Regions from separate parts of the Mus musculus genome. Here all the other regions are linked to region 1. The links are chromatin contacts, called in public Hi-C, HiCAR-type and HiChIP or PLAC-seq maps. All regions are on one chromosome and are shown on one strand. Each heading gives the region's core, a stretch centred on a gene start, on an enhancer-like site or on the middle of the called end of the contact. The rest is flanking DNA. Distances are from core to core; before and after follow the strand shown.

Region 1 (4,522 bases), core at 1,085-3,584:
GTTTGACATAGAGACGCACTAAATATACACGTAATTAGTTTTCTCAAGTGATCTTGTAATTCCCCACTGAAATTGTTCCAACAGTGGATCAGGAATAAGTGAAATTGCGCCCACCAGACCATAAAATACACCTTTTGGACAAAAGTATATTGTAAAGCTACAAAAAAGTTCAATGTGCATAATGTTTATTTTTAGTGTGCACTAAAGTCATGTCCCTCCTGTGCTACTATGTTTCATGTTGTACTACCTGGATACACAGATGTCCCCAGTGCTATATTTTAGAGGAAAAGAACAATTTAAAAATAAGAACAAAACAAACAAACAAACACTGTTGCTTCTTTTTTTAAAGTGCTGGAGACCAGGACTGTTTATCAAAGTCAGGACTTGGTGAGTGTTAGGTAAGTATGTGCTATATTCCTGAGAAGTCCAGCCCCTCATGCTGTAATTAATTCTTTTTAGAAAATTATGAAAATAAGTTTGGTGGAATATGTTTTTCCTATAAACCTCAAAATTTATTTATTTAAACATAAATCTTATAATGCTTAAAGAAAATTATTCTCATTTATTTGTACAAATTATAGCTCTATAATTTATAGAAAAGTTTCTCAAAATATTGTGCACAAAACACCTGTTTTAAAATAACTTGAGCTACTGTCCTTAAGTGTGAATACCCCGGCACTCCACTCTAGCTCATGTCTGTCAGAACTCCTTGGACTGAGTCACTGGAGAGTATGAGTTGAGAGCAAGTTTGCCCATGTGATTCCAATGTACATCACGTTAATAAGAAAAACATACAAACTCATATTCTCAGCATTGTTTGACCAAAAGAAAAGTTGCCAAATGATTGTTCTAGAAAAATATTGCTTCCAAACACCCATTCTTAGAATTTTTATAGTTCCACTTAACAGAAAAATGAAACCTGTTTCCTAAAGTCAAGGCATCACTTAGCTACTTATTTTCTGGCGCATTAAGGGGGGAGGGGGAGCACCGTCTCAGCCTGTAGGGCTACTGATCTCCTCTTTCCACATGTCAGAATATTGACTCTTGTCAGCACATACATAAACCCTGACACTGGAATGCCAATCTTCCAGAGCCCAGGCAAAGCCTCCCTCCAGAGCGCGGGTCAGGGATCCGTCAGCACCTAGGACAGCGCCCGGCGGAGGAAGCCGGGCCTCTAAACAGAGGCTGAGGCTGGGACACCCACCAAAGAAGCCTCTAGACACATACTACAACCACTTGCTCTTCTCTCCTGCGATCCGCAGCTCTTTCCAAATGACAACAAAGGAAATCCTAAGTACCTTTCACCTGGGGATGCAAGCCGCCCCCACACCCAGTCTCTCTTCACAGCGCTCAGCGCCTGTTGCTAAGGGAAGGGAGAAAGCACTCTGGAAGCCTCGCGACCAGGTGACAGCTCTCCTGAAATGCCTGGGTGCATCGGGTAGCGCTGAGGATCCGGACTCTGGGCCAGTCTAGGACCCCGCGACAGGCCCGGCGCCCACGAGCGTGCAGGGAACAGGGCGGGCAGGAGCCCAACGCCAGAGAGCGCGGCTTCCCCTGCGGGCCAGGAAGCCAAGGCCGGTTCGGGCCTCCAGCCCAACAGGGGAGATTTGTATGGGCCCAGGCGGCCGGATAGGGCCTGGGACAGCTTGGGGAAGCGCAGGCACTCACCATGTTGACTTCAGAAACCATGTCGATGCTGGCGATGTCGATGTTCATCCCCACGCAGACTGGGGGACCTGCGGGAAGCGCAGCACACCGTGATCAGCCAGGCTCCAGCAGGGGGTACGGGTGGCTCTGAGGATTGGGGGGTTCGCAAAGGACCACCCACCCCACCCCGCTGCAGCTCCGCGGAGGCCGCCCCCGCCTCCCTCTCCACCCAGACCGCCAACACGGTGGATCGCGCTTCCCGCAGCGGTCGCGCGCATCCCACTTACCCCCGAAGTCGGGTCTCAGGCGAATGTCGTAGCCTTTCAACAGCTTGTCGACCGTCTCCTTCACAAAGGACATGTTCCCGGGGTCGTTTACGCTGAAGGAGGGGCACATGGCACAGAGAACAGGGTCAGGCAGCGGCTCACCCGCCAGCGCCCGGCGCGCACACAGCGCGCCAGCTCGCGCCCGGCCCGCTTCCCGTCAACCCACCAGCGACCCTACCTCTGAGCGCAGCAAACCACCGCCACCAGCACCGGGGCCGAGAAGATGCCGAAAAGCCTTCCTCCCGCAAAGCCCCACATCCCTTCGCCGCGCCCCGGCACGGGGGAGGGGGCGCCCCGCCGCCGTCGCGACCCGCAGCCGGGGCTGCTGCTGCTGCTGCCGCCACCGCCGCCGCGCTGGCCCGGAGCGGAGGAGGCGGAGGGGGAGGGGGAGGAGAGCAGGGGGGAGGAGCGGGCCGGGAGGGAGGAGCCCTGGCGCGGGTGCGCTGGGCGGGCGGAGGCGGGGGCGGAGCCGGACAAGAACAGCACCCGCCCCCTATGGGTCCGCGGTCGCTCCGGGGCGCCGGCGCCCTCCCAAGCCGCGGCAGCGGCCGCACCGGACTCCCGGGGAAGGGCTTGCGTGCGGCCGCAGATCCGCGCTGGACACTGCGGGCGAGGGCCACGACTGCGTGGCGCCTTGCAGGGCGGGGGATGGGCCACGGAGCCAAGTCCTCAGAGCTTGCAACGGCCGGGCGAAGGATGGGGCCCGGAGTGCAACGCACCGGCACCAGGGACATAGGAAGTGCTCCACATCCCTCGCCCTATCCCACCCTCCACCTTCAACCCCCGCCCTGCTCAGCGGGAGAGCCAGTGGGCTTCACACCGAGCCTTGGCGCTCTGCCTGGTCCGGATCCAAGCTGCAGAGCTCTGAGGTAGCCTCATCCTCACCTGCTGGGCTCAGATCCTCGCGTCCCCAGGGTCCAGGAAAGCCAGATTGGCAGCAGCAGGGCCTGGAGCCCGGAGCACATGGCGCTGCTCCTCTAGCCTAACCTGAGTGGGAACTGCTCCACTCTACCGTCACTGAGCTAGGAACCAACGGCGACGTGGGGATCCCCGCCTCCCCCTACCCCGCCCCTACCCCCACCCGCGGGCTTTCCCGCCTGACCCATCTTCCAGCCCTTTGCATGGCGGCAAGATTATCTATTTATCAAATATGACTATGAAAAGCAGTCTCCTTAAGCTGTGCCTCTCCTGCAAAACCAAGTGAGTGCCGAATCCTTCCTGCTCACATAAACGCATTCATAATGAACCGCAAAGAGAAATCTTGTCGAAAAACTGCAATTCAAGCCACACTTAAGAGACCCTAGCTTGTCATTATGAAGATGAGAAATAATGTGCCTTTTCTGGTGCAGACCAGATACATCCACCCTTATTTGAAGGTAAATATCTTTGTTTTCCTTGTGACAGGACTCCATTCTTTAGTAGTCATTAGAAAACTGCTGGAATATTGGTCAAAAACAAGCACCAGTTGGTACACACTCTGATTTTATATCGCCACTGTTCACTCGCTAGTGCACATTCCACCTGTACATCACTAGAGTACACCCACTGGTGCTTGCCCCACCCGTGTGTCACTATTGTACACCTAAGGAGTGCCTACTCTCCTGTAGACACGGGTTGCCTGTTTTTCTATAGTTAAACCATGCGTCAAACAGGGAGCCCCACAAATCAGGTCTGTTTCTAATTTCTTTAGTTTAGGCGTCCAGGATGCGGTGAGTGCATAGTAATATATGACTATTTTCCAGTATTGGCTCGGTTTTTTTCTCCTATATCTTTTTTTTTTCTGTTACCAGATTAATGTAGGTAAATATCTAAATCTAGACTTTTATTCTCAAGCTGGCATTTTTTATGTGTGCATTAATTTTAAATATCTCTGCTTTTCTGAAAATCAGCAGTTTTATTTATAGAACTGTAGATGTGACTGCATTACCTGGAAGGTTCAGAGATAAATATAGCTCCCTAATTATTTTCTGGAAAAGTCTATTCATAAGTGCTTTGTATTCTGTGTCCTGATAGTGTGCACTAGAACTGTCTGCAAAGTGGCACCTTCATCGAGACACACATTTTTGGTTAACCAGTCTCCTGTTTGCATGTACTAACTTTAGGGATATATCCTGCTGGGAACCATCACTATGAAAAATAAATAATGATCAGAAGAGCACATGTGAACCAGCTAACGCCATTGCAGGGCCTTGTCTTCCTCCCTACTGGTTTAAATGTTCTATAGCTGGCAGAAGAGCATTACTAGTCATTGTGGTCCGCCTTCGATCTCGTTCCATCTCTTTCTGGGGTTGTCAGTCTCATAAATCACCAGCTGTTACCCTAGCACCTAACTCTTCAGCAGCTCTGATCAACCTTAGATGGGAGCAGGCTGTCAGTTTCCTATCTTGGCCATGTTCTCAACTGATGAGGAAAGAGTACAAAATACTTCCTGCTCCAAATGGCCCTACTCGAAAATCCAGCAAGTCAGTGGTCCTAGGATGGATCTTCGGCCAACTGAAAGAAGAGGCCAATATTGGCCACTTCTTATTGCCTCTTAAGAAGAGTGGCTC
Region 2 (4,522 bases), core at 1,321-3,820, 1.6 Mb before region 1:
GAAAAGATCATCTTAAGCTCTTGAACAGAAAAAAAAATAGCTATGGCCAATTAAAAAGAAAATGTTCATAAAAATTGAGAGAAACAATTATTACTGCAATTATTTGAGGGAAGACACAAATGTTTAAGAAATACAACTGAATAAAATTTACATGTCAGAGACATTATAGATACCTAATGAATGCAATGTTAAAAAAAAAAAAAAAAAAACGAATCAAATAGAATGAGTTTTGTCTCAGGTAGAAATCACATTTTTCTAATTTAAAACCATAAAAAGGGTAAATAGCCGGTCCTGGTGGTATACATTTTTAATCGCAGAACCCTGGAGACAAAGCCAAGAGGAGAGTTAGACGTCATCCAGCGATATACCATAAGACCCTTTCTCAAAAAAAAAAAAAAAAAAGGGTGATGGTGGCTATTTCAGGGATAAAAAAGCCACCTACAAAACCTGCATACAAAAGGAATTTTCTAAACTCAAAGTTAAGCTCCTCAGTTATATGAAGAGCAACATCCAAAGAAGTATGTGTATACCACTTCACAACACACCATGCAAGGTAAATATTGACACAAATTATTTCACAACCTACATTCTGATTTTGAAAACAAAACTACAAGTCATCTCATCTTTATTATGTGCTGTATCTTTCTTAAACGATAGACTGCGAATTGTTGAAGTTCTCATTTTTATTACAGATTCTGATACATGGCTTTTTTGTAAAGCTAAGTATTTATGGATTTACAGTCATCCTTACTTAGGCTTATCAGCAATACAGATGCAGTATCCACTTCCTTAAAAGTGCAGTAAGCAGTCTATTTAAGAGGAGAATTTAATACTAAAGCAATTTCTGTCATACATAACAAGACAAAATTTTCCTTTTATCTCTCCTCAATTCTAAATTTACATAATTTACCAAAAAGATATCTTAAGAGTATTAACTAATCTGAGGTGTGTCAAAAACATTCGTCGTGTCTCTTGTCCAATAGGGCTTTGATATTTAGCTTTTTAACAGCTGTATTTCTTAAAGTTCAGGCCATCTTTATTTCAAACGCACTTCCCTATCCAAAACATTTTAACATAATCTGCTGCTTCTCCCAAAACCATGGGTTATACGAATATCCTTCACGAAGTAAGATAATGGTGGATAACACATCCCATATACTATTTAGTTAACATTTCCAACAGTACACTAGCTATTTAACGCAATCCCAAAGAGATTTTATACTGTTCTATTTTAGCATGCTCAAAAGACATAAAAAAAATTGACGTAAAATTGTCTTTAGAGGATTCTTCTAAAGCTGATAAAGTCTTATTAAAATTATACTTTCTATTTTTAAGGCTAACGCAATTATAGCACATTCAACTCTGATTCTTCCAACAAAAAGCCTCCGCATCAAAATGGGGAAAACGTCCTTTTCATTTTCTCAACTGAAAAGGGGGAGGGGAGAAGAGGAGGAGGCCAACTGCTTACAGGTTTGCATTGAAAATTAACACAGCAGTTTCTGAGGAATCAGTAACTCACGTTCAACTACTGAATCCTACCAGAAGCAGCACACGAATAAAACCAGAGCGCAATCCTTGGGCTTGAGGTGCCGCTTCATCCGTCTTCCTTCCAATCCACCCCCAATACCCCAACCCACTAAGCACACATCTAAATATGTCTTCCCCACCAGAGCGCCCCTTTGGAGGAAAAGGCCTGCCTTTCGCAGCCTGAAGCCACGGCTGGCTCTCCGATCTCTGCTTAGATGAGGCCCCCGATCTCGACGCCCTGCACGTCCGCCCCACCCCGGGCCCACTCGGGTACCCGTGGGTGACAAAACCCTCCCTCCTGCGTCCAGCCAGCACTGACAGTTAAGGCTGCAGCAGCCGCAGCCACCAGGGCCTAGTCCTGGCACCGGCCCCTCCAGACCACGCGCCCCAAGCACTCGCTCACGGAGGCGGGTGAGGGCCCGGCGCCTACCCTGTCAGCGCGGGCCGGAGGGTGACGAGGGGACCGGCGGTACAGACCAGAGGGAGCGCGCCGGGCAGGCCGCAGCCGCAGCAGCACTGACCTGTCCTCGCCCCCGCGCGTGGGCTGCGGCCCTCGCAGCTGCGGCCGCCTCACTGGTCCTTGTCGCCCTCGTCCACCGCCGCCGCCCGCCACCGCCTCGTTCCCTTTCGCTGGCGCCACCGCCGGGTCTCATGCGGGACCCGCGCTTCTCCTCAGGAAACCGAGGCCGAGAGGCCAGGCGCCTGGGCAACCTTGAAGTCGGCGCTGAAGCGCTGCTGTCGCGATCTGTCCACAGTGGGGGGCGAGGGCGGCGAGCAACTCCGAAGAGAAGCAGAAGGAGGCGCCACCGTCAGCGACAGGTCGACGGAAGAGAAGCGTAACGAGGCGGTGAACAGCTGCGTGGCCCGGTGCGCGAGCGAGAGAGCGAGCGCAGGAGGGGCGACGAGGTGCTGGCAAAGACGAAAGGCCCTGTCGTCTCCTGGAGTCACCCAAAGAGGAGCGCCACCATCTTGGGAGAAATACGGATCTCGCGAACGCAGCACTGGACGAGAGGACTAGGTGGGCGGACCGAGTATCCCGACAGGCAGCGCGCGCCAACCCTGCCGGGCGAGGGCTCGGAGTCCGGAGGCGGGATGCGAGGCGGGGTTGCGCGTGCGTGGGATGGCGACGGGCTCTGCCCCGCCCCGATCGCAGCTCTGTGGGGCCCTCCTCTAGCTCGCCTTCGCCTGCGGCGCAGGGGCCTTTGGGAAGGGGAGATGGCCTTGGGCTGGGTGGAAGCTGGCCAGCATCGTCGCCATCTTGAGACTGGGCTGAGAGAGGCTTGGTGTTTTTAGCCTCTGCTCCTTTTACTCAATCTATAGACCAGTGTGCTTCGGTGTACTCGCGAGAGCGGACAGGTCTACCCAGCCTAGCAAAGCCCAGGAGTCAGAGGGACGAATAGGCCAAGAGGGTGTAGCCTACTGGCGGCACGAGGAGGCATAGAAGCGTTTTGTTGCTAGAGCTGACCCTTACGACTTTTCATCCGAACTGTCCGAGTAAAGGATTCAGGCGTTGAGATTGGGCAACCTTTCAGCAAACAAGGCCATCAGCCTCTGCCAGAACATGATATGTCACTGGCTTACCAGACTAGTAGGTAAAAGCCCAGCCCCTCCTGTGTTGTCTTCCAGTAGATGTCAACTGAGAAGAAACCGCCTTGCTTGATCACACGTGGATAGAGACTAATTTTGATTTACAGAACACCCGAACCCTGTTAGAGCCATGTGACTTGTTGGTACCGGAGTGAGGGTTTAACTTAGGTTTGTTGTTAATGATTTTGACACTAAATTATTATAAAGACTAGCTGACATGTTATTTCCTGGCTTGCAACTTAGTAAGCCTTAATCATCTAGTGCTCAAAATGTAACAATCACATGTATTAATGTGCTTTTCTGTTTATTACAGCTCCTATAATGTGTGTGTATGTGTGTGTATATATATATACACATCATATATATATGAAAGATCTCCCCACTATAAAAAATATTTTTATTATTGGTTTTTCAAGACAGATTTCTCTGTGAAGCCCTGGCTGTCCTGGAACCCACTCTGTAGACCAGGCTGGCTTTGAATTCAGAGATTCGCTTTCTGAATGCTGGGATTAAAGGCTTGCAATTTTTTAAAATTAAAAAATAATAGGCGTGTGTGTGTGTAAACTATTACAGGATAAATAATAAGTGCAACTGTTATATCAGATTTTAAGATACTTTAAATTTTTTCTATTCTTTTTTTTTCTCCATCCATTAAAGATCCTCATTTGGAATACCATTGTATTATATGAAAGGGGCCAGTAATAAATGTAACCCTTTAAAGAGTTATCTTTGCAAACTATTTAAATACAAAACCAAAACTGAAAATCATTAGACTGCTAAGAAAAGTAAAGTACATAAACTGTTGCAGCATGTGAAGACGCTTTCAGCTATTCACTCCTAAATAAAAGTCTGAAAATGAAAGGTCATGGTCTAGTCATGTGAATTATCAAAATGTAGCCAGCAGCCCAGACTTCTAAAAAGCTTAAAAGTTTAAAGGAAATACATATCCAAGTGCCAGTCAAGTTCTATATGGAGATCATGGAGAATACTAATTTCTCTTAACAATCTGAAGAAATTATTTACTTAATGTTCAATATGTATTCTTATATGGGCCTCTGATGTTCAGGACTTCATGTATTTTGATTTATCATTTTTAAAATTTAGAAACATTAATGCTAGACATAAAGGTACATGCCTGAAACCCCAACATAGGCAGGAAAATCTTGAGTTCTATGGCAGGCCTCACTATAAAAAGAGACTATCTCAAAGAGAGGTTGAGAAGTCAATATTTATGCTAAAAATTATTACCATGAATGATTCCTGCCAACATATTTGTATACTTTTCATAATATTTTTTCATTTTTCAGACACACTTTCTAGGAAAGGCTACTTGGTATCTAGGTGTGTAATAAGGTCTAAATGAGCCTCAATAGTTTGAAATATTTTCTCATTTCAAATGTAAAAGAAC
Region 3 (4,522 bases), core at 977-3,476, 1.6 Mb after region 1:
GGTAGCACACAATAGCCTGTAACTCCAGCTCCAGGGGATCCAACAGCCTCTGCAGGTACCTGCTCTCAAGGATACACACATATACATATGCCTACACACACACACACACACACACACACACACACACACACACACACAGTTACTAGTAAAAATAAACATTTTTTTAAAAAGCAGACACTTCATATAAACTTTTATACCTGTCTTCATTGCAGCTTAATTCACAATGGTTAAAAGATACAAGAAGGAGCTGAAAGATGGCTCTGCCATAAAGAGTACTCGCCGCTCCTGCAGAAGACCTGGGTTTAGTTTTCAGCAGTCATGTGGCAGTTCACAACTATCTGTAACTCTAGATCCGGGGAAACCAGGGCCCTCTTCTGACTTCTACAGGTATCAGGAACACAACTAGTACACACACACATACATGCAGGCAAACATACAGGTAAAAATATTTTTAAAAAGAGATGCAGATAAATTAACAAAATGCTACATATGAATATGACTGAATACTACTCATGCGTAAAAAAGGAATGAAGTTGTTAAAATTAAATGTGGTACAATGTGTTTCAACCCTGAGTATATACTCCAAGCAATAGGCTAGTCACCAGGGACATTCACCATAATGTGAAACAGCCAGAATAGGCAAATTCACAGACACTAAGAGCTAATTGCCGTCTATCTTGGCTTGCGGTGATGTAGAAATGAAAGTGATGGAAAAGTTTCCAAAGAGAATAGTGGCAAATGCAGCTGTGCACTGGGAACATAACTATTGCCACTGGAGTGCACATATAAAAATGGTTAAAATAGTTAGGTCACAAAGCAGGCTGACAATATCCGAAGACAACCGCTCACACCAGGCCAGGTTCTTACCCAGTGAACAGAAAGGTTATTATTGAGTACACAGGAACCTAAATTCAGCGTTCCTCAATTTCTGGGGGACAGAAATTCCCTCGCTCTTCCCTGACCTCAGGGAAAGGTCACCTGGTTTCTGATCAGCTCAGTCTGTAAGAGATCCAAGTCCCTACACCAACTCTCAGACTGTCTGGCCGGCAGGTCTCCTCCCCATAAATCTGACAAGGCTCATTTGGCAGGATGCTATTCTCCAGTCTGAATCAGCCTGGCAGTTTGTCCCCAAAAAACCATCTTACTACCCTAGTTCAGTGGTTTCATTTGCCTCACTGACAGAATTGGTGACTTTTATGAGTAAATTATCACCCGGAAGGAAACAACGGTAGACTGGCTTAGTAGAGTGTTGGTGGGGATGGTTTTTGAAGACAGGGTTTCTGTGTAGCCTTAGCTGTCCTGGGACTCGATCTGAAGAGCAGCCTGGTCTTGAATTCACAGAGATCTGTCTGCCTTTGCCTCCTGGGATTAAAGGCCTTCAACACACTGCGCGGCTAACCATTCAGTAGTTTCAGTGCATAAATAGTCCAATTTTATATTGCTTCGGCAATAATACTGCGTTATAGAGTTTCAAAAAGACATGTATACTTCCTAAACCAACTTTTTTTTAAATTAAGTTTTCAATATAGCATGATTATAGAATAGAGAAACAAACACTTGGAGCAACCTAACAACCAACAATCTGATGAATGGTTTGATACAATATATTTTCATAGACATCACACAGCTATTAAAACAATAATTGTGTGATAACATGGAAATAGATTGCTACATAACACTCAATAAAAGAGAAAAAAATGTGCATTGCCTTTGAAAGCGTGGGAATGGCCCAGAATACTTAAGTGAGAGTTGGCGAAGTGAGTCAAAATAACTTTCCCTTATAATCTTGATATACTTTATTAAGAATTAAAATGAAACACTACAGTATGATCACAAGGTCAATGATCCAGAGTGAAGGTAGCGGACCTCCCAGGGAGCAAAGCAGCAAAGAAGAAAGCATCTCTTTGGTAGTACAGAACAGAGTTCCTAGAAGACCTGAGCTCCTCTGGGGACAGCTTGACCATCCCCACCAGACGCCCTAGGGCTCTTGGTACTGCAGAGCTTTCTGCCCCAGGCGCTGCACCAGCACGCTCTACGGAATTATTATACTATCCACACAGACCGCAGAAGCCTTTCGGCTCCTCCTCTGATCCCACTGCATGCTTCCCATCCACCCCCTAAGCTCGCTCCCACCCCTGTCTTACTTCGCAGTCCGACCCCGAACTCCGGCTCCCTCTCTGCCCCGCCCCGCGCCGCTCCTTCTCCAAGCCCGTGGGGCGCGGCGCGCGCACGCGCAGCGGAGGGCGGCGCGGGCGGCATGGGGACTGCGGCGGCGGCTGCGGCGGCCGGGGAGGGGGCGCGCGGCCCGAGCCCCGCCGCCGTGTCGCTCGGCCTGGGCGTGGCTGTGGTGTCCAGCCTAGTGAACGGGTCCACGTTCGTGCTGCAGAAGAAGGGCATTGTGCGCGCTAAAAGGCGAGGTAGGGCGGGCCGAGGTCGGGCCGGGGTCCGCACCACGCGTCTGCCGGTGTCTGTGCACAGAGCACGGGCCGGCTCCCCTGGCTACCCCGCAGGCATCACCTCCGCATTCTACGCGGTCTCCTTCTGTCTCTTCTCTGCGACCGGGGAGGCCTTATTCACTCTTTCAGGAGCCCTTCACCGGACATCTTGCCCCGTTCCTATACCTGTCCAGTCCTCCAACCCCTACCCCGCAGCAGAGCATCGGGACAGATGCTCAGCTTGGAGCCCTATGCCCAGAGGCCCTCACTCACCTACTGTCAGGCAGAGCTTCCTATTCATAGGATCCAGAGGTGGGTGGAGCCAGGCCTGCCTTTCACTTAGACTGGGCCGGGGTGCTCTTGGGAGAACACTTGGTGGTGTGAAGAAGTAAGGGTGTGTGGTGGGTCCAGAGGATGTACTGTCTTCATTGAGGTGCCCACTGTCACCTTGATTGCAAGGTCTGATCTTCCCGGCGGCTTTTGCCCTGGGATCCTTAGATAACTTACCTGTGGTTGTCTGAAGTGTCTAAAGCATGAAGAAAACATCAAACAGGCATGCAAACGGGCCCCCCTACTGAGGATGCCCTGGGTCAACCCATCATCAGATATCACTCCATAGTGATAGGGAAGTGGGATAAGGCACAGAGACCTTCTTTGTCCATGCCATGTCATTGTGTTGAGAGGCCTGTGACAGGCACTGCATGTAAGAGGCAGAATACTTTGACGGGGAAAGTAAACATTGCTTTCAGAGAAACCAAGAAAGGCTTGTGGTTGGAGCCACAACCTCAAGGGCTCTAGGGGTAACGAGCTGGTTGCCAGTGTATGAGAGGTAAATACACTTACTAGTTCCAATTCCAGAACACGTTTGAAATTTTGACTAAGCTGTCTGGGTAGCCAGGAAGCTTCAGAAAAGAGACAAAGAACTGAAAATATTGAGCGAAAGTACAAAACCAGTAATGCTTATTTAAATAAATTTATTTCAAAATGAAAGCATTGCAATCCTAATAAAAAACCAATAGGATCTCCCAAGCCTGCAGATGTGTCTGTAATGTACAAACACATCTGGTATACATTAGGCAACTACGTTGGAGACTGTCAATGTGTACAGGCACTAAAATTGGGCAAAAGTGTTTGTTGTGACAAAAAATAAAAAAAATATATGTGTCTGTTATAGGATTGAGTAAGATGGGTACTTTACTTGTGTGGTATTCTTGCAAATCTCACAACACCAGGATAACCGTGAGAGCAACATGACAAAGTACACAAACAACAGCTGAGGAACATCATACAAAATACCTGTCTGGTCTTCCAATCAAGGCCATGAAATCTGAGGAATTCTCAGAGCCAGAAGGAATCAGAGGACACATACCTCTGGAAAAAAAAAAAAAAGTGTATTTACCTCTCATACACTGGCAACCAGGTCGTTACCCCTAGAGCCCTTGAGGTTGTGGCTCCAACCACAAGCCTTTCTTGGTTTCTCTGAAAGCAATGTTTACTTTCCCCGTCAAAGTATTCTGCCTCTTACATTAGAGGAAAACAAAAGGAATTTGAGTACAGACTTTAGTTAGGAAAAATACATTAATAAGATAAACCAATTGACTAGCAAGAAAGAGTGTGTTATTTTAGCTCAGTTTTTGTGTTCAATTAGAAAACAAAGACTAACCTAGAATTGTTTTTGAAGTTCTGGGTCAATTAACTACCCAAACCAGTCATGGATGCTTTTATTTATAACAGTGTACTGTATATTATATGTATGTATATATGTATGTACTTTAGAAAATAGTCTCTTACTGTGTAGCCCAGGCTGGTCTCAAACTCTCGATCTTCCTGCTTTAACATCCTGAGTAGCTGGGATTACAGGTATGTGCTACCACACATGGGTCCGTACTGTGCCTTTAAATTAATAAAGAGAAAATGTAACCTTCATTAATTTTTTTATTTTGTCACCTTCCACCAATTGCTATAGATTGAGATGATGGTGGAAGGCATTTAGTCTTGCCTTAGTAAATCTACTTTGTTTAACAAAAATTTTTGAAACTCTTATGCTATATCCTGTTATAGATACTGAAGCTACAGCAGTTTTAAAA
Region 4 (4,522 bases), core at 916-3,415, 1.5 Mb after region 1:
GCAGACACTAACAGCTAAACTAAAAGAAGTATTTAAACAACAAAGGTTAAGAACTACCAAAGTACTTTCAATCCCTTAGCTCAGTCCTATTACAGCACACCATGAGCAGCAAACCTAGTATCTCCAACAGTCATCTCCAGCAGTCCTCAACACTTGGACTCAGATCTATCAGCACTCAACCCTAGTTTAAAGGGAAAAGGAAATCAAGAGAAGGCAATAACTTTCCATTTATAAAACTCCATAATCAATCGCTGCATACGCTGCCTTACAGTAGTGATTGCTGATAATAAGCTATCCGTAAGACTGTTACAAAAAGTCGATTGTTTGACAAATATTTAATGTGTTCAGCATCCTCGCCTCGAAAAGGAGGAAAGAATACACAGACAATAGAAACATCTCAGACACTTTTTTTAAGCTGGTGATATCCAGATCCAAAAGTACTCTTCCAAACTATTCATAAACAACAGTAGCTTATAGGGAACCATCTACAAAAATTTTATTGTGATCATTTAGTTAATAATTTCCTGATAACACTTGTAATTACTTTATTAAACATTACCATCACAAGCCAGCATTCTGTTTCTCTTGTTCCTGGTGTGAAAATCTGAGCATTTCTCTTAATTACAGATGACATATAAAACCAACAGCTCATCTAAACTGTCACCTCTCCGGGAGAACAAATACAAAATCGCAGAAAATGCTAACTACATATCACTTTCCTGCTTCCCTGCATAGTATCAGGACATACAAAATCAATAGCAAAAATATCAGGACATGCCTTTCATCCCAGGACTCAGGATGCAGAGGCCAGCCAGGCACAGTGAGTTAACAGGGAGACCCTTTCTAAAAATAAGAGGGGGGAAAAAAAGAAAAAGAAACAAACAACAGTCAAGTCTTGATTAAGAATGTTGGCAGGACCTGGGATGGAGTTCAGCTGGTAAAATACCTGCCTAACTATACCACATAATCCCAGCAAGGTGTTAAGGTGCTGCAATGCTAGCACTCAAGAGGTGGAGGCAAAAGGATCGGATGTCAGGTCATCCTCACCTACACTGAGGAGTTCAAGGCCAGCCTGGGAATATGAAACCCTGTCTTAAAAAAATAAACAAATAAAAATAAGCCTCCAGAATAAAAATACTGAAAAATTGCATAACTGGATCTCAAGTTTCTTGCACTTACAACTAACTTCAATTAAGCCACAACCACATAGCATCTCTTCAACAGTCATAATAAATGTCACATTGTAAATTATAAGAAATAATCTTCCTAAGACAAGATCTAATTGCCATTCACTCACACATTCTCCTCAAGCAAACATTTTTTATAGAGACAGGAACACACAAAGAAAAGAGAAAACCATGTTCACCCCACCTGGATATCTGTTTTCAACCATTTGGAGTCAAGGCGAGACTGGGCAGCCAAACAGAAAGACTCAGAAGGCATGTTTCCTCCGGGTGGTCAGACCTGCAAGTCAAACACAAACGCTGGAGCCCTCGAGCTTCTTTAAACTGCTATTTACACCATCCTGCTGTTTAACGCGGCCGAGACAGAACATAAAACAGGGAAGGAGAGCTGGGGGAGGGGACGAGAGGATGAGGGATGAGAGGGAAAGCTGGCCCCAGAACGGGAGAAGGGAGGGAAATACCACTTCCAATAGAGGTAGAGTCGCTGGGATTTCCCAATACGCCGGCCGGACCTACAGTGGTCACCGGCGACCACTGCACAATGTCATCCCACTCCTTTAAATCCAAAGGGACACACACAGACACACGTCAGGAAAAAAAACTCACTATCGCAACGACAAATGACACCAGTGTGCATCAGCCGCTATACCTACAGCAGTCCGGCGGAGTGTGGTAAATAAACAAAAGTCATGTCTGCAGATAAATCTACAACAATCGCCTAAATACTAAAAAGACAGCCGTGACTGCGCGGCCTCCGAGGCGCACAGGCCCTGGTTCCTCCGCGCCAACGCCCGCCTTCCGCCCGCCGCTCTCCGGGCCCCGCTCTCCCGGACCTGGCGCCGCCCGTCTTCGGCCCCTCCGCCCTCCTTCGGCCCAGCTCGGCCAGCCCTGGCGCCGCCTGCTCCGCCAGCCGGCTGAGGGAACACTCCCTGCAGGAGCCGGCCGGCGCTCGCGATCCAGTCTGCGGCCCGAAGCGCACGCTGACGCATGGCTGCGCCCGCCCAATAGCGCAAGGGTGAGAGACGGCTTCAGCCAATGGACGAGCAGCGTCGCACGCCCCTCCCCCAACTTCCGCTTCCTTCAGCACGACTCAGCTTCCTTCTTGAGACTCACCCGCTCAGCGAGAGCCAACCGCAGACGCCGGGAGGTGGGACTTGTGCGCACGCACGCTGGCTTGCCCAGTCCCAACCCTTCCCAGACTGTGTTTGCTTCCAGGGACCCGAAGTTGGTAAGGTATTTGCAGCGGGACGAGGTTCTCGAGGCTCCCTGTGCTTTAACGACAGCGTCCTTTTGGCCTTTGAGTCAGTGGACAGAAGAGGAAATTTAAGAAAAAGTAATTGATCCGGGCCTGGTAGTACTCGCCTTTAACCCTGGCACCAGGAAGGCAGAAGCAGGTGAATTCTGGGTTAAGAGACCCTGGGGGAATGGGGGTGCGGGAGTAAGAAAAGAGCAATTAAAATCACACAAAATATGTTCTCTGATCATCATGGAATAATCAAATAACTACAAATAAAACATAACATAATCTTCAAGCATGTGGAAATTAAACTTTTCCATGAGAAGGCAAAGAAAGGACTTAGAACATTTGAAATAGGAACTGGGTGCGATTTGTTGTTTTAAATACGATGGTTCATTTTTTTCCCACGTGTTAGAAGGCAGCAATGAGGGATATGCCACAGTGGTATGGTGGCCCAGTTGCAACGTTAAAATACCTGTCTTTTGTCATCCTTGGTATGTATCTTCAAACTCACTCCCAAGGGTCAAGGGATTTGCCATAGCTCAGACATCACATCTCTGTTTCAAGCAGCAGGAAGCAGTATAAAAGATCCACAGTCTATCACACCTCCCAAAGACTGTGTGACTCTAATTTACTTCTGCTTCAACTCAAAAGTATCTGAACAAGGTTTCAAATTCAACCACATCCAAAATACAGTTAGGGTGGACAGGGCTTTGAACCTGAGGCATGACAGCATAATTACCAGTAGAAGGTAACACCCGAGGAGGCATCTCTGGCCCTTAGGCTCCCTTCTCATGCAAGACACCCTTCGTCCCTCCACATACTGAAGCATGTTTACCTACGTACATTTTTAGAACTGTGTCTGCTAGCTCTAAAAAAACGATGTTTGTAGTCCATTTTGTGTTGCTGTAACAACATGACTGAATAATAAATACAGGCATTTGTACCTCACACTTCTGGAGGCTAAGTCTAAGAGCATAGCACTGGTATCTGGTGACGGCATTTCTGATGTTGCATAGCATGGTATAGAGGCAAGAGAACCCATGTGTGGCAAGAATACACCAAGCAAACACATCATTTTGATCCATGAGGCATAGTCTACTTGACTTGATCACATCTTAAAGGGTCCACCTCCTAATACTGCGACAAAAACTGTAATATTTCAACAGGAGATCTGAAGGGACATTCAAACCATAGTGAGGCAATGTGGTGAAGTGTCTAGGATGGCAGAGGTTTTGTGTGTGTGTGTGTGTGTGTGTGTGTGTGTGTGTGTCTGTGTGTGTTTATTTGTCAATTTGAAGATTGAGGCAGCAGGAAAAGCAAGGTCTCAAAACTCAGCCAAGATTTCTTGAAACCAGAAACACAGAGAGGGAGATAAGAAAGTACAAAATACACAGAGACAGAGTGAGCTACTAGAGAAGGGACCCAAAGATAGTCTCTGTCAGAGGCAAAATCTTCATATGTTTTGCCAATAAGTAGTTCTATCTCTCTAAACTCGCTGGTTTGGGCTATTGCAGGGAAATGTATAATCTAGACAAAGAAAGGGAGGCTGGCTGTTTCTCCATACTGGACACCCTGTTAGTGGGAGATTTGAAATTCTCACTGAACAGTCTCTCTGATAGGAAAAACCCACTAAGTCTTTATCTTGGAGAGGAGAAAGAAAGCAGGCAGTCAGCTATCTTAAATGTTTCAATAGAAAAAATACATTAATATTCCAAGGTCCCCTTTCTCTTGTGCATGTCTACCAGGGAGCTGTCTATCTTCCAGTCCCTCGGGAAGACTGTCCTTGTCAAATTCTTCATAACTTGGCTCCTATCATCTTTAGGATATTTGTGTTTAAGAACATGATAAGGTGAAACTATTCTTTAGTAATTTAATATACATGGCTGAAGAGATAGCTTGGACATTAAGAATATTGGCTACTTTTACAGAGGACCTGGTTTTAGTTTGTAGTAAAATAATCTTGTGTCACACAAAAGAACACATGAATAAAACAAGAGTAGCTCAGCAAGGTGACTTTTTTTTTTTTTCAAAAAAAAAAAGGGTTCTTGAAATCCCAAGCCAGGCATGCCCAAGGTGCTCCCTGTTATGTATCCCTAAA
Region 5 (4,522 bases), core at 750-3,249, 1.3 Mb before region 1:
ACTACAAGCAAGCCCCCAGTGATGCTTAGTTATTAGGCCTATAGGGTTTCAAGCCTACGAAATGTCTTCTACAACTAAAAAGAAAAAATACCCTGTGAGTTGAGAACCTTCATCACCACATATCAGTGTGTAGTGGTTTCTACCAACATGAAGAAGAGGTGTCCATCGACTTGAATAGATACATTCCCCCCCACCCCCCCAAACTGCTAACAAATGTTTAGTGTTTCTTTCAGTTATAGATGTGGATTTTAAGCTACTCCACTTTTAACAATACTGATCGAGGTTACCTAGTTGAATCTGAATTTTATAAAAATGAACAGTATTTTAATATAAGCATGTCCCACATATAATAATTGGAACAATTTGAAATTTAAATGTAGACTGGTAATCCAATATTTTGTCTGGGAAGCCCAAGTTCTGTCTCACTGGTAGTCATCCATGTCCAATTGTATCATGGTTATTGCAATTATCTTGAAACATTGTCTGTCCAAACTTGCAACAGATAAAACCCAAAGATAGATTATTTAGCTTTTTACTGAGGTACATTTATTTCTGTACAGCAAATTTTATTTGTCTTTTAGAAGCTATTTTATTATTACAACGAAATTGGTTTCCATTGTCATATGATGTATTTAATTTCATGAACTTAGAAACACGAGTCTGAGGGACAGTGAGGGAATTCAGTGAGAAAAAGCACTAGTTGTACAAGCCTGGAGACATCAGTTAAATCCCCAGAACCCATATAAAGATAGGGGGAAAGAATGACTGTGTAAAATTGTCTTTAGACGTCTGCATGCATGTTAGGGCATGTGTACCCCACTCCTGATATAGCATACACACACAGAAACTAATGATAATACTAAAAGTAATTTTTAAGAGAAATATGAATCTAGGAAGGATCAACTCCAGCATTGCATCCAACCTTTAAGCACAGGCCTCATTGCTTCTTTCAAGTGACACTGAAGTTGGCTTTGCCATGTATTCTGCCAGAAGCTGCAGGGTCCTGCTCTAGCCCTGAAGAGTAGAATATCAGTCTTCACAGGCCGGACTTCAGCAGTGAGGGAGCAGGCCCTGTTAGCCTCAAGAGAGGGCAAGCAGTCTTGGGATATCTGTGGTAGTTCTGAAGCCTTTTGCTCTCCTGAGGTCTTCTAGGCTGCTCACGCGCAGAGCTGAGAGCTACCTTAGAAGCTGTAGTGGGTGCAGGGTGAAGTGGTATGGAAATGAGGACAAGGATAGAGACTGAGCAGCCTTGAAGAGATGTCAGAAAGGACATTTGGAAAAGACAAACAAAAACAGAAACAAAAAACAAAAAACCCAAACAAAAACTCAATTTGTTCCTTCTAAGTTGATAGGAAAATAGATACAGAGGCAAATTAGAATTATCCTAGAAATTTTTCTAGAAATTATTCTATAAAAATTGGCTACTCACACAAGGGAGTTGGTCTCTACAGGTTCTATCTACCCCGTCTCTGTGCATTTCCGCTAAAGTCATCCTGTTGGGTCCTGGGAGCCTCTTGTTTCCCTCATCTCCCACTGCTACATATTTTTATTCTATTTCCTGACCCTCTGTATCTCTCTCCCATCCCCTCCAGTACTTAATACTGACTCCCCCGCCCTTATTTCCTCCTTATGTAAACCATAATTTGTAGGGGGTTGAGAAAAACTCTCTAAGGTCTACATGTACTTCATTTCTGGGGCTCAGCATTTACATTTTTACACCCTGCAATGCTGAGTGAGCTACGAATGAAAAAAAAATTAAATGGTAATTAAAATAAATGTTAGCTATATGCATATGTATGTATATTCAAGAAAACCTGGGGAGTAAGAAATGGTATTCTTATTCAAAGAGATCTCTCTGGAGCCTCTGACTGGGACCTTCTTCTCTGGTGAGTTCCTAGCCCGCCCGAGGAGAGGGAGAAAAGAGAAAAGGGGAAGCACTGGAGGAGGGAGGAATGAATCAATACAGCTTCTGCCGCATACCAGCAGGAAAGCTGCAGACAGCAGCCCCACGTGACCAGCCCTCTGAGAAAATGAAGCCAAAAATAGCTCAGAGCCTCACACTTCATGGCTGGCAGAGGCACGATTTTTCATCCACCGTTGGGAGTGGTGTTCCAGGGGCTCTGAGCATAGCAACGAAAAAAAATCAAAGCAGCTCAGCAGCTTTGGCTTATTCTAATCTGTGCACTAGACAACAGCAAATGCTTGGGTGTTTTCTTAACTCCAACGCCCATCCACAAAATCTGTACTATGTTTGTGAGGATCACAAGATAGCCCTTGGGGACGTTTATCAGGGGAAGGATTTCTGGGGCAGGCTCCCAAAGATATTCTGCCTTGTGTGCAGAGAGTGCTGGAAAATACAAGATGCCCCTGGAGTAGGAGAAGACAGCTGTACCTTTAGATGTAGCCAAAAATCCAGCCCCCTTTTCAATACAGAAGAATATTATATTATAATCATAGATTTCTTTGAAAGCAACAAAGCAATGTATGTCATCTTAAGCAATAAATTATGATGGCTTGCTTCCAGGGCATGATTCCAGAAAAAAACCCAGAGGAGGGGATTTTGATAATCTTACAGATTCAAAAAAGTTAAAGGTTATATAGCATAAGAAACCTTCTTTTATAAAGCTACTTTAAAAGGCATAATGTAATAATGTATGCTTAGAAAATCCAGTCCACTAATAAGCTGGTAGACGCTGTGCACTTATTTGTTTGTTTGTTTATAAATAAATAGGTCCCATGAAATATGTATGTTTCCTGTTGTGCAATGGCACTATTTAATACACAGATGAAAACAAGTTTTGACAATCATAAAAAAAAAACACCCTTAATTAACCATGAAGAATACAGTTTCCTCTCTCTGGTGTTCTCAGAAGGATCCTTACTCACTCAGGGATAACAGGAAGACAATAAACACCTGAAAAATGAACAAGCAGGTGCCATGAGGAGGTAACTGCTATGGAGGACATAAAGCATGCACTCAAGGGTGCAAGGTCAGGCCTGGGAGCATTTCTAGGGAGGCTAGTTGAAGGGTTAAAGGCAGCTCTTCTAGAGCCTGAAAGCTGGAAGAATGTTGTTTTCTCTGAGAGAAGGCAGGGGCTAAAAATAGCAGGACTTTCCTCTATGAAGTTCAAGTCTGATGTGTTTCCCACTCTTGTGAGCCATAACACAGGACAGAGATTTATGACCACCTGGGCTCTAATGGGTTATTTTGAGCTTCCGAGTCAGGGCAGACACATTTGTTGCGGAGCTAATTTTATAGGGAGATAAATTCTCAGACCATCTGCCAGGGAAACATGCTTTGTGTCAGTTAGCCATGGAATGAGAAGGGGGAAGACCTGCAGGCTGATTTCCCAGCACATGCAGCTTTTCTACAGGCACTGGGGAGTGTTGGGGGAGAGGTAGCTCTGTGCCAGAAACTTCTCTGTGAAAAAGTATAAATAAGAGCCAAGATAGGTAGGGCTTCCTGAGTATCGGCACGGTACAGCTCCCTCTCTTGTGAAACAGCCATTGAGGTATAGTTAATGACAACCAGAAAGACAAAGCACTTCTAGCAGAAGGGTCTTCATTGTGCACCCCACATTCTCCTTACCTCTGAACAGCTCTGGTAACTCCTCACATCTTAGTTTGTGCAATGAGAACTCAGAACAAGGAATTGGGCTCAGCAGCTGGACGATACCTTCAGCCTCCTAAGTAAAGGTGATCATGACTCCACAGTGGACAGAGATGTGAGGCCGCAATCCTGTTTTGAAGTGCTTGCTATGCTTTCTGTGACTATTTCCAGTGAAGAGTTTATATAACATTCCCAGCAGGCTTTGATAAGGCTGCCATAGTCAGCAATCTCACAAGTAGTAAAACACTAAGATGTCCTTTCTTTGTGTTTGAATAATATGTGGATATTAGTGCTTCTCTTTGGTGTGAAGTACATTTTTCACTGGGATTCTTTACTCTTTTTCAGGCACCAGGCTAGGATGCCTTTCTACTTCATGAGATTTAGCAGTCCTAAAGTTATCTATACAGGAAGTTGCTGATGGAGATGGGCCTGACCATTTTCATTATCTTTTGCTTCAAGATTTTGCAGGAAAAAGAAGAAGTTGCCTGTTTCCTGGACAATCATTCCCCTTAGGCTTATGAAAAGAGGGTAGTGATGAGTATTGATAACCATTCTCTGGCCTGAGACACTCTGTCAAAGCTGTCAACGTAGTGTGCCTGGCCATGAGGCATCTAGTATCATGATATGCTAGATGTGCTGGGGAAGAGAAGGCTCACATTATGTTTCCTCTGGGTTTCTGGATAACAAGTCAAACCTGTCCTGTGCTCCAGGGCCTTATATTCTAAGTTGGGGGCAAGAATGACAAATCTTCCATAGTAGTAGCCACTATGGCCACCTACAACCCAGAAGATAGGAATACTAATTATTCATCCAGACCTCAAGCTTGTGTTTACATTTTGACCCAGTAAGAGAAAGAGCACAGATGATTTTGTCAGGAGGCCTCAGGTGTTTTTCATATGATATGTTTATAAT
Region 6 (4,522 bases), core at 1,482-3,981, 1.1 Mb before region 1:
AAAACAAAACAGAAAACTCTCGTATAGAGAAAAGGATGTCCAGTCCTCTAAGTTATCCCAAGGGATAAGTTCAACATCATCACTCATATGTTCAAGGCTCAACTTGCCACTGAAAAGCAGGGCTTCTTAGGGTGTTTTCAGGCATGGTGAAAACTGAACATGAGCTGGGGCAGTGGTGGCGCACACCTTTAATCCCAGCACTCGGGAGGCAGAGGCAGGCGGATTTCTGAGTTCGAGGCCAGCCTGGTCTACAAAGTAAGTTCCAGGACAGCCAGGACTATACAGAGAAACCCAGTCTCGAAAAAAGAAAAAAAAAAAAAAAACTGAACATGAAGAATATCATCCAACTAGGAAGCCATGTCCAACAAGGTAAGCCAGAGACAAACAATGAACTGAACTACAAATGATGGCCAAGACATCATTTTCTTCAGGGGTGCTCCAGCTGATGAACAGAGAGCTCCAAAGGTGATCTACCTCCATGTGGATATCCAGGTGGGGAATAAAGGGAGAAAGTTCACCAGGAAACCCTGGCTCACATCAGAGCCTTGGGGTTCTGAGAGATGACTTCCATCAGAAGGAAGTAACTCTCAGGTCACCAACCTGGGAAGCAGCCCCTCAAGGTCTCTTTTCCACTGGAAACAAGTTTTGGCCAGAGGGGGATAGTGGTGGCCCACACCCTTAACCCCAGCACTCAGGAGGCAGAGGAAGGTAGATCTCTGAATTAGAAGCCAGCCTGGCCTACTGAGTGAGTTGTGGGTCAGACAGGGTTACATAAAGAAATTGTCTCAGAAAACAAAACAAAAAACAAAAAACAAAAAAAAAAAGAAGAAGAAGGAAGGAGAAGCTGCTGGTCCCTGTGGTTGAATTAGGGAAAACCTGGAAGAAGCTGAGGAAGAGGGCTACCCTGTAGGAGGACTAGAAGTCCCAATTTCCCAATTAACTTGGACCCCCGAGATCTTTCAGACACTGGACCACCAACCAGGCAGCCTACACCAGCTGATATGAGGCCCCCAACACATATACAGCAGAGGACTGCTGGGTCTGGGTTCAATCAGAAAAGATGCACTTAACCCTCAAGAGACTGGAAGGCCCCATGAAATTTAGAGGTCTGGTGGGGTGAGGGGTGGGGACATCCTTGTGGAGAAAGGGTGGGAGAAGGTATGGGATGTGGAAAAGTCGAAGGGTAACCAGGAGGGGAATAAAATCTGGAGTGAAAAATAAATTAATTAACTAATTAATTTTAAAAAGAACTAATGAAAGAGAAAAAGAGAGAGAAGGAAAGAAAGAGAAAGGAAAAAGAGGGGGGGTGGAAGGAAGGAAGGAAGGAAGGAAGGAAGGAAGGAAAGAAGGAAGGAAGGAAAAGATGGCTCGTGGCATGTCCCAGCACTGGGGAAACTAAGGAAGGAAGCTCATCACTAGGTCATCACCCTGAGCTACATTGAGATCCTATCTCAAAAACACTGCAGCAAGGTGGAGAAAGAAGAAGCCTAAGAAAAGGAGAGGCAAAGGAGGACAGAGGGAGAGAGAGGGGCACCGGCAGGGTCAGGGAGAAGGAGCAAGGAGACTAAAAAATGGTACCCAGACTGTGGCGGGATCATAGCTAACTTAAATGGATGGACTGTTGTTTTTGCCTGACCTTCAATCTAATCTGTGCCCGATGAATCAGAACTTTTTGTCCCAAAACATCTATTATCTAAGACCAAGCTATAAATTCCTGTGTGTTAAATGCCATGGTGACTTGGCCAAGGATTGAGGCCAGGACTTCAGGTGATCATATTCTAGGCATAGGGTAAGGGCAGATGTGGATGAAACTAAACACGTGCAACCAGATGCCAACCATTGGTTCGTTCTAGTTTAGAAATTAAGTTTAGTGCTAATCTGGAACAGGGGACCTGTGTGCACCCCTGCATCTTTGAGGATGAATGATTTTCACCTGGCCCAGGCTACTCCGCGGGCCATCCTGGACTCGTGCAAGTCACACTCAACACCCTTTTTTCGGATGCTCAGTTTGGCTCACCTGCTGAAGACAAGGCAGCCCAGGTGGTTGATTTCATGGTCCGAGCGGTGTCGGCTGTAGTCCTCCCACAGGTCTTTGATGGCTGTGACCGCCAGAATGAAGAGCACAGGCGCCAGTGCCAGGCCCGGCTGGAAGGCGTTCACAGCCGGCACAAAGTTGAGCAGCGCGATGAAGACGAAGTACACATTGGCTAGGCGGTGGAACTGCTCGAAGAGATTCTTGGGCAAGAAGGACAGCAGCGTGTACTTGGTGGTCTTGAGGCGGTTGTCGGCCAGGTGCTGGATGCAGCCGCGCATCAGCAGCCGCTCGCCCTTGGGGGCTCCGATCGTGGAGTCCTCGGTGCCCAGAGGCGGTAGCAGGTTGGAGCGCACCGTGCGCGTCCTGCCCTCCCAGCGCCTTCTTCGCGGCCGCCGCCATCCCGAGGATGCGGACTCTTCGGCCGCCGGGAGCTCCCGCTCCATGGCCGCGTGTCGCCGCGCCCGGCTCCTCTGCCGCTCGCGCCAGCCTCCTAGGTGATCATCGCCCGCCGCCCGGGCGCGGCAGCGCGGACTCCCCTCCTGCGGGACGCACAGACACCACAGTCAGCGTGCCGAGCCCCGCCCAGCCCGCGCAGCCTGTCCAGACTTCCAGGTCTACTAGTCCCCGCGGGCAGGAGGTCGCGGGCCGGCTCGGCGCTCTTCCCCTCGCAGTCCCCTCCCGCCACCCAGGCGGCCTGGGCGGTTTCCGCCGAGGTGGCTCCTCTGCCCCGCCCTCACTCAGCGCCCAGATTCAGATTGGGCGGATAGCGGGAAACAAAAAGAGCCCGCGCTGGAAACTTTAGAGAGCTTTACTTTCGTTTCTCTGAGGCATCCAGTTTAGTCCCAGAGAGTTTGCAAACTCACTGTGCCACTAAGAGAGGAAGACTGAGTATCAGTTCGCCCCATCCCCTCCTAGCCCGCGCGCTCTAACTAGAGCAGACAGACTTGATCCAGGACCAGGAAATGTTGTCTGGAGAGCTGGTTTAGGACCTCCTCAAGGCTGGGTCATTTGAAGTTAAACCCAGAATCCTTAGTATACCGATTTTCCAGTTTCCAAATTATGTTTTGAAAAGCGCATTGCCACCTAAGTACTCTCCATAAAGTCACTATTTCTGTCCCCCCCCCCAAAAAAAAACAAAACAAAAAAAAAAACAAAAAAACACCCTACCCTCCAGCTTGCACTTACTTTCAGATATAATTTTTTGGTGAACTGGAAATTTTCTTTTTCTAGAATTACCTTCAACATTCTTTGTTCCCCAAATAGGACTTTTTTTTAAATTTCTTCATAGAAGAGAAGATTATAATATAGATCCAAAGAAACATTTGGGTCACTGTTTCCCTGCCTGGTAAACAAGGACTGAGATTCCCTAGGGCAGTTTTGTTCTAGAGATCTAGAAAAAGACTGGGCAGAGAGGGAGCCTGATGGGCAGCTGAGGGAATGTGAGCAAAGGGTTCCTTTCCTGTTGATGGGAGAGAGGAGTTTACATACATTGAATATTGGGAAATTGAAGGTGACTTTGGAAGGAGCTGGGAAGCATACTACAGGTGAAGTAGGGGCCCACAACTTCCACTCCGTGTGCCTCTTTACAGATACAGAGATGAGAAATGGGGATATTTGTGGTCTAGGAGAGCATGGCTGGCAAATAAATGAGAAATAACTTTGGGGTACTTTGTGTTCAGATTTGAGGACCTTAGCCTCTTCCTTTAACAGGCTAGTCCTTCCTTTCTCTCCCTACCTCAGCACCATTTGCTAGCTTTGGGTACTTCCTCTGAGGGTCCTGATCTGGCTTTACTGAAAAATCACTTGTCTTTTCCTATCCCTCTTTTTGGGTGTCCAACCTTGTGCTCCTTGGTTCACATGCTACCCAGCTATTGGAGGTTATCATCCTTGACCAAGCCCATAGTAGTCAATAGAATCCAGCATTAGAAGAGTAAAGTAACAGCTACGGAAGGAAGGAAGGAAGGAAGGAAGGAAGGAAGGAAGGAAGGAAGGAAGGAAGGAAGGAAAGGAGGGAGGGAGGGAGGGAGGGAAGAGAGAAGGAATGAAAGGGAAGAGGAGAGGAGAGGAGAGGAGAGGAGAGGAGAGGAGAGGGGAAGGGAAGGGAAGGGAAGAGAGAGAAGAGAAGAGAAGAGAAGAGAAGAGAAGAGAAGAGAAGAGAAGAGAAGAGAAGAGAAGAGAAGAGAAGAGAAAATTTCCCTCCCTATCAAATATCCACTCCCAGTAAGAGGTTCAAATTTGAAGGGTGAAACCAAGATAAGAAAAACATTGGGCTAAAGTGTCTGCATTTCCCCCAAAAGAACTCTCATCTCAGGGTTGACAATCCTAAGCCAAAGATTAGGAGAAAATCCAGTCTTTAACACCTGACTCTGCTTTCAACTCCATCATCTAACCTAGTGGAGTTCCAGGTCGGCCAGTTCCTTCATTCCTTGGCGGTCGCTTGTCTTTACAGATATTCCAGGATTGCCCCACAGCCTTCAAGTCAGTTGA

The links. A called contact is a pair of places that touch in the nucleus more often than the background predicts. HiCAR-type assays count read pairs that join an accessible place to other places. HiChIP or PLAC-seq counts read pairs in DNA pulled down with a chosen protein or histone mark.
Region 2: a contact with region 1 is called in a Hi-C map of cerebellum, with 2.1 times the contacts expected there. The contact joins the promoter of Ube3a here to the promoter of Gabrb3 in region 1. A contact is called at or near these places in 3 of 39 promoter capture datasets (cranial neural crest, hippocampal neurons and second pharyngeal arch cranial neural crest), 4 of 484 Hi-C or Micro-C datasets (cerebellum, embryonic stem cells and reprogramming fibroblasts) and 10 of 115 datasets of contacts at active chromatin or transcription factors (astrocytes, cardiomyocytes, embryonic forebrain and 5 more).
Region 3: a contact with region 1 is called in a HiCAR-type map of astrocytes, with 5 times the contacts expected there. The contact joins the promoter of Nipa1 here to the promoter of Gabrb3 in region 1.
Region 4: a HiCAR-type map of astrocytes shows a contact between it and region 1, with 3 times the contacts expected there. The contact joins the promoter of Herc2 here to the promoter of Gabrb3 in region 1.
Region 5: a contact with region 1 is called in an H3K27ac HiChIP or PLAC-seq map of stem cell-derived neural progenitor cells, with 12 times the contacts expected there. The contact joins the enhancer-like site here to the promoter of Gabrb3 in region 1. A contact is called at or near these places in 2 of 39 promoter capture datasets (embryonic stem cells and hippocampal neurons) and 6 of 115 datasets of contacts at active chromatin or transcription factors (VIP interneurons, astrocytes, embryonic forebrain and 3 more).
Region 6: a contact with region 1 is called in a HiCAR-type map of astrocytes, with 4 times the contacts expected there. The contact joins the promoter of Atp10a here to the promoter of Gabrb3 in region 1. A contact is called at or near these places in 1 of 39 promoter capture datasets (stem cell-derived epiblast-like cells), 1 of 484 Hi-C or Micro-C datasets (embryonic stem cells) and 6 of 115 datasets of contacts at active chromatin or transcription factors (astrocytes, embryonic forebrain, embryonic hindbrain and 2 more).

The regions. Positions count from the first base shown.
Region 1 is chr7:57,588,985-57,593,506 of GRCm38.p6, reverse strand. Gabrb3 (gamma-aminobutyric acid (GABA) A receptor, subunit beta 3) reads right to left here and starts at 2,334. Exons shown (of 9, transcript NM_008071.3): 1 at 2,152-2,334; 2 at 1,935-2,026; 3 at 1,669-1,736. The coding sequence starts at 2,231. It also overlaps a transcript of Gabra5 not described here.
Region 2 is chr7:59,226,798-59,231,319 of GRCm38.p6, reverse strand. Ube3a (ubiquitin protein ligase E3A) reads right to left here and starts at 2,570. Exons shown (of 11, transcript NM_001033962.2): 1 at 2,049-2,570.
Region 3 is chr7:56,017,304-56,021,825 of GRCm38.p6, reverse strand. Nipa1 (non imprinted in Prader-Willi/Angelman syndrome 1 homolog (human)) reads left to right here and starts at 2,226. Exons shown (of 5, transcript NM_153578.3): 1 at 2,226-2,417. The coding sequence starts at 2,258.
Region 4 is chr7:56,047,798-56,052,319 of GRCm38.p6, reverse strand. Herc2 (HECT and RLD domain containing E3 ubiquitin protein ligase 2) reads right to left here and starts at 2,165. Exons shown (of 93, transcript NM_010418.2): 1 at 2,018-2,165; 2 at 1,372-1,464. The coding sequence starts at 1,443. Gm34121 (predicted gene, 34121) reads left to right here and starts at 2,270. Exons shown (of 3, transcript NR_166588.1): 1 at 2,270-2,578.
Region 5 is chr7:58,841,773-58,846,294 of GRCm38.p6, reverse strand. No RefSeq gene overlaps it. Among named protein-coding and RNA genes, the nearest start is that of Gm39019, 110 kb to the right of the region's middle. Within about 2 kb of position 1,999, at least 251 of the 459 cell types and tissues checked have an H3K27ac peak or open chromatin away from gene starts, as enhancers often do. A contact at or near this core is called in VIP interneurons, astrocytes, embryonic forebrain and 4 more, where this site is marked.
Region 6 is chr7:58,656,411-58,660,932 of GRCm38.p6, reverse strand. Atp10a (ATPase, class V, type 10A) reads right to left here and starts at 2,731. Exons shown (of 21, transcript NM_009728.2): 1 at 2,018-2,731. The coding sequence starts at 2,478.